Regions from separate parts of the Anser cygnoides genome. Here region 2 is linked to region 1. A link is a contact called in public Hi-C data. All regions are on one chromosome and are shown on one strand. Each heading gives the region's core, a stretch centred on a gene start, on an enhancer-like site or on the middle of the called end of the contact. The rest is flanking DNA. Distances are from core to core; before and after follow the strand shown. Region 1 holds the start of COMTD1 (catechol-O-methyltransferase domain containing 1). Region 2 overlaps ADK (adenosine kinase).

Region 1 (2,952 bases), core at 272-2,771:
AGAGAAAAATCACTAGATGGAGCTGCATAGTCACAAATCTGATTTATAGCCACTAAAAGAGTTTGTCGTCTCCTACAGTTCTATTTGGCCTAAAACTGACATATTCCAGTGCGACCTGATAACTCATCTTCTGAAAGATGGGATGAAATGCTTTCATTTACAAAAGCAAAATGTACACAGAGAAAATGATGAGATACTGAAGGAAAAAAAAAAAAGAAACCAACAACATTCACAGCCTTCAAAATCAAATACATTTCAAAAGTGAACTGAGAAATATTTTATCTGCCAAGACAGATCAGATTTCTCGCTTTGTTCTGCAAGTCAGAAAGCACAGCAGACTCCTTAGTGCTTGACATGATTAGCTGCTGCAAGAGAAATACAAGAGCTCTGCGCTCAAGCCTTTGTAAATAAGGTCTAGCACACAGTAAAAATGCAGTGATAGGCAAAACCATGTCCCATAAATACAGCTTCTGCCTTGGCTGATATACTTAATCCTGCACTTAAGATGTACTTAAAGAGAATCCTTTTCAGCTAAATGCATTGACACTAGACAGTTTTGCTAGTTTAGGAACACAGTTGAAAAGTTATCGTCCTAACCAACTGATGCACAGTTCATCTGGCTTTATAGAGATTAACTATGTGCCAAAAGGGAAGCTGTACCTGCTTTCATCCTACATCTGCAGATGCCAATTTGCAGCCAGCTCCATGCCCGCATAGTTCTGGTCTGTGTCCAAGGTCGTCAATTTCTTTTCACCTAGAGCAACAGAATAACAGACCTTTGCATCTTGCTGGGGTTTTGCAAAATCAAGGCACTGCCAAGACTTCACAAAATGACAACCAACTCCCTCCTCCAAATGGCCCTGCAGGGTCCTTTCAGCATATATCTATGAATTCTGTAATGAAACAAACACACAGAAACACTTTTTACCCTGATTTCTAAGAAAACGAGATAGCACAGTCACCGTTGGTCAATTTCCTCAGACAGTGACCAGGGCAGGAGGGAGATGTTTGAACAACCAAGGCAGCAGTAGGAGCTGAAGTGACAGCAGGGGAAAACAGGGGCCGTTTTCTCTCTTTCCCCACACCTTGGCTCGGTCCTTTTCACCGGGAACCATCAGGTCTTTTGGGCACAGGGTTCAAGCCCCACAACCTAACGTGCTTTGTGACCGGGAACCTGCTCACACCTCAGCTGCGAGTCCACCGATGCCGGAGAAGGTGAAGGCACACCTCCAGGGCCGGGGGCAGCCCCAGCGAGGACATGACTGCTAGGAGCTCCTCCACCACAGCCCACCACCAGCTCAGGCATGCTTTAACACGAAGACGGCAGCCGAGCCAGGCTCAGAGGAAGCGAGGGCACAGCTCCCTCCTCTCAGCCGCCCAGCGCCCTCACGGGGTGGACGCGGCCTCCCTCACCGTTCCCACCCTCGCTGCGCAGATGGCGTAAAGTACGCAAAGATCCCCACGCCGGTAGCGTGGGCAGCCGCCGCCCGGCGGGCAGGAGGAGGAGCAGGAGCAACAGGAGGAGGAGCAGCAGCAGCAGGAGGAGGAGCAGCAGCAGCAGGAGGAGGAGCAGCAGGAGGAGGAGCAGCAGCAGCAGGAGGAGGCCCGGCCCCACCACATGGCGGGCAGCTCCGCCCCGCCCCGTGCCCCTCTGTGCCTGTGACAGCCCAGGCCGCGCCGCTAGCCGCCGCCGCCGCTCCGCGATGCCGCTCTTCAGCGTGCCCAAGGAGGTGGCCGTGGGGACGGCCATGCTGGGGGTCGCCTTCGCCACGGGGCTGCTGGCAGGTAAGTGGCGACCCCGCCAGCACCCGCGGGCAGGACATGGCCGCGCAGCAGCCGCTGCCGGGGAGCGACGCGCTTTAACGGCAGGCTGCTGGCAGGGGGTGGCGGGCTGGGGCTTGGTTTGGTTTTATTTTGTTGAACTGTTGGGGAGAAGGAGCCGCGGACGTCAAAGCCGGGATCAGGTTTGTATTTGACCCTTCAGGGTTATGTCTGCAGAGGTAGCTTCCAGCGCTGCCCCCCTCACCCGAACGAGGCACGGAGCAGCGCTGGGTGCCTCGGCTGGGAGCCGCCCGCTGCCCCGGGGCGATCCCTCTGCCGATGGCCCTAAAGGGCACCAGCTGCTGTCATCTCCACAGCGAGGTCCCCAGGGTAAGGAAAGGCATCAGTGTGCTGCACAACCGCCATTCGCAGCCTCAGGCCTCGTTCAGCCATGAGTTTTGATGCAGTTACTTATCCTGCAAGAATACAACGGGAACCTTCACATCATCTAAGGAACATCACAGTACCCCAGCCTTTCACTTTCAGTTTTTGCAGACTTCAGCTATGCAGTTTAGAGGTTAAAAAAAATATATATATATAGTCCACTGAGCTGTCCAGCTACTTTGCATCATCATTATTCACTGGATCTTTCAGAGCAAAGAGCCCTTTAAGTTTTAGTAGTACCAAAAGGTACTTTAAGCAACCTATAATTTCTTTTTATGTATTTTATTTATTTAAGCAGCCTATAATTGAGAATCGCAAAATTTCATCAGCGGAGCTTAAAGTTGTCCCTTATTTTTTGCAGGTAAAAGATACCCATCCTTAGTTTTTGGGATACCCAAATCACCCAGGAGTATTATTGGAAAAAGCAGTCCTCTGTGGCAATACATACTGGATCACTCTTTGCGGGAACACCCAATTCTAAAGAAGCTGCGACTGGTCAGTATTTTATCTCCCACCCTACGTTTTCTGTTTAGTTACTGTTCCACTAGGCCCTTTTGGTCTCATCCATGTCTGGTCCCAAATTGCTAGACTCCTGATTATATTGCTTATAATCCTTATATTCCTTTATATTGCTTACATTCCTTCTTCCATCTTACTTGCACATACAAATTTATAGGTACACAGAATTAATAAGCCCTTTAGGAAGCACTACAGGCAGCCTCAAAAGTATAACTCTCTGTTCCTCAC
Region 2 (2,952 bases), core at 247-2,746, 560 kb after region 1:
AACACCAAACTTCAAAAATCAAATACAAGAGCCTGCTCGTTGCAACATTTACAAGATCCATAATATAAATTTGTTCCAGTGCTCTAATCCTTCTCATATATTCACTGAAGGTTGAAATATTTTTTCCCCTGAACTAGGAGCATAAGCATCAGCTTTGTGTTGCATTTCAAGTAGAAAATAATTCAGTGTCTTCTCAGTATACATTTTTATTTTTAAAATCTGTTCTCTGTATATTATAGGCCTGTTCCTCTTTTTTTTTTTTTTTCTTCTTATTCCCGTCTTTCAGTTCAGTTTCTCCCTCCTACCCATTTGGTTATATCCCATTTCCTTAGAAAAGTGATTATTTCAGATTTTCAAGTACCGAAGTGGTGACCTCATGGTAAGCAGCTGTGGCAGAGCCAAAAAAAATCTCATTAACAAAAATAAAATGAAAAAAAGGCTGCTGTACAGGAATTGTCATCTACAATAACCAATATGCCAGGAATAGGGAAAGAAATAACTGGTTTTAAAGATGTTTGCAGAGTGTTTTTCTCAGCATAGAGAAAAAACAATAATTAAAGTCATACTATTTAGAAGTTCAGTGTCCAACCACTGACACAGGCGCAACCTTCCAATTTAGGAAAGGCTCCCATAAATTATACCAACCATTCACAAGTGCATTTGGACAACTAGGATGGCATGACTTTGTCTTCATTGTGAAGTTCAATATTTAACGTGCTAGAAAGCTTTAAGAAAGCTATTTCAGAATATTCCCATAGCTGCAGCTAGGATTACAGTCCAACACCATTAGTTTTGTTTAGAAATCAGAAATCCATGCAGAATTCTGTCAACAGAGGTGAACGGTGGGCTTATTCACTGTTGCATACAGACGTTTCACTGTTGCTGAACACTAGTAACATTAGCTTAAGATAAATAACTTTTTTTCAAGTAGGTGATAAGTGAATTCAGAAGCAAATGATCATAGCCCATCTCAGCTTTCACCAAAATTATAAAGTAACTTGTCACTACAGTTTAAAAGGACAGGCAACTACAGTAGCTAATACTCTCGTTTAAATACTCACTTTCAATTTACAGCACTCAACACATTTCTGCACTAATACTTAATTTCCCAAAGTAGTTTTTCCAAAAAAGTGGAAGACTATGATCCTATCTTTGATAGGCCAGTGTGAGACCTGCACACATCCTACATCCATAATAAATCTAGAACAAGCAGGATAGGAGAATGTGTCTATTCAGTTTTGTTAGCTTCTACCTGAGGAATTAACAACTGAAATGAAGTAATATCCTTGTATTCCTGTGGTCTGTGCTGCTGTTCCTTAAGAGCTCTGTTGTTTCCCCCCTCCCAGCCAGAGCCAGCTACATCAGTGAGAGACACGGCCAGGCCAGGATGCAGGGGCAGGGTGCCAAAGATGCTGAACTGGCACAGGGAGTTCATCTCCGCCACCTCCCACATGCTCCTGCACCAGCTTGAATAATATCTATTGGTTTCAGCTGCTCAGCAGAGACACTGGCATCTGCAGCTGCAACTGCACCAGCTGACTCATGTGACCAGAAGGTAGGGCTGGATCCCTCGCAGCAGCTGCACTCCATCTGCAATCACTGGGCTGGGGACAGGAGCAGCAGTCTGTGTCAGTTTCTGTTTCCGCCGCTTGTAAAGCAAGGTCATCTGATCATACAGCCAGCACAGTATTAGGGCAGGAGACCCTGCTCAGAATAAGCAGATGGCTCCATGGTCAAGGCATGCAGCTTCTGATTTTGCAGCAAGTTTCCCATGCAATTTGCAGCCAGCTACGTTCCCTGTTTGCTTTGGCCACAAATCCATAAAATTACAATCTGATCTAACAGAAAGCTGCGAGAACAAATCGATTTAAAATGTCTGAGACTCCCATATACAATGATTACTGAGCTGTGTAAGTATGTAGATAAGTAGATGAGATATTTCCCGGCAGATCTGCAAAGTTATTCATGATCAGTAAGAAAAATCAGCTTTACACCAAAACACACTCATCTCCTTACAAATGTAAAGCCACATATCCATACTGGGCATACATACTTACACTGCTAAGTCTCCTAGATGTCCTGATTAGATCAGACAGTCAACTCTAAGTGATATTTTCCATCATACTAAAAAAAACAAACAGCTCAGGTCTCCGTATTTTCCTCCCACAGCAGGCTATTCTGCCTGGCCTGCATTATTGCCTATAGGGGTGGAGAGGTGCACAGAACCTCACTCTAGCAAATACAGAATCACACTCTTTGCACATGGATTTTTCCTGCCAGTCCTATACTGTTTTGTCTTCTCAGTTGAAAACCCTTTTCGTTTTTTTCCCATCCCACCCCTATCCATCCAGTAATCTATCCAACTCCCTCTCCACTCTTCTTTCTGCACTGTTTACTTATAGGCATTAGTTCTGTGTTTCATCCTGCAAGCCCGCCTTGTTCTGCAATTTATCCAACTCCCTCTTTGCTGTTTTTTCTCCACTGTTTAGCTTACTGAACTAAGCTCTCCACCACTTCATGTACTTAGAGAAGATTTGGTGCAAAGGAAAACTTTTGTAAAGTAACCAAACAGCCAGATTTTGTAACATTATTGCTCATAACAGGAAAGATCAGACATAAAGCCTACTTGTAAGTACAAAGAATTGGTCATCATAAATAAATGATGTACACCTTTGATCACTCCAGTTTGAAAATGATGATAACACACTGCCTTCAACTCATGGTCTCCGGCTTACCAGGAGGCAATGAAGAACAATTCACTCCCCCCAGAACACCATAAATTTGCAGCCATTCCTAAAAAGCAATTCTGAACTCCCCAAAGCCACATTAGAATTGTGAGTCAAAGAAACACTTCTGGGAATTAAACATGCACCGCTATTTTGTTGGCGGTCTATATAACATATTCAAAGAACTTCAGAGAGTCTGTTATCTGAACAAGTTCAAGTATCTATT

What was found. Hi-C and Micro-C count contacts between places; a contact is called where the count stands out from the background.
Region 2: a contact with region 1 is called in a Hi-C map of granulosa cells, with 3 times the contacts expected there. The contact joins the enhancer-like site here to the promoter of COMTD1 in region 1. A contact is called at or near these places in 2 of 7 Hi-C or Micro-C datasets (granulosa cells and liver).

What each region holds. Positions count from the first base shown.
Region 1 is chr7:36,657,227-36,660,178 of Taihu_goose_T2T_genome, forward strand. It overlaps COMTD1 (catechol-O-methyltransferase domain containing 1), which reads left to right and starts at 1,522. Exons shown (of 7, transcript XM_048059991.2): 1 at 1,522-1,785; 2 at 2,567-2,700. The coding sequence starts at 1,704.
Region 2 is chr7:37,214,070-37,217,021 of Taihu_goose_T2T_genome, forward strand. The region is part of intron 3 of ADK (adenosine kinase); the gene reads right to left. Among named protein-coding and RNA genes, the nearest start is that of ADK, 48 kb to the right of the region's middle. Within about 2 kb of position 1,497, at least 2 of the 3 cell types and tissues checked have open chromatin away from gene starts, as enhancers often do.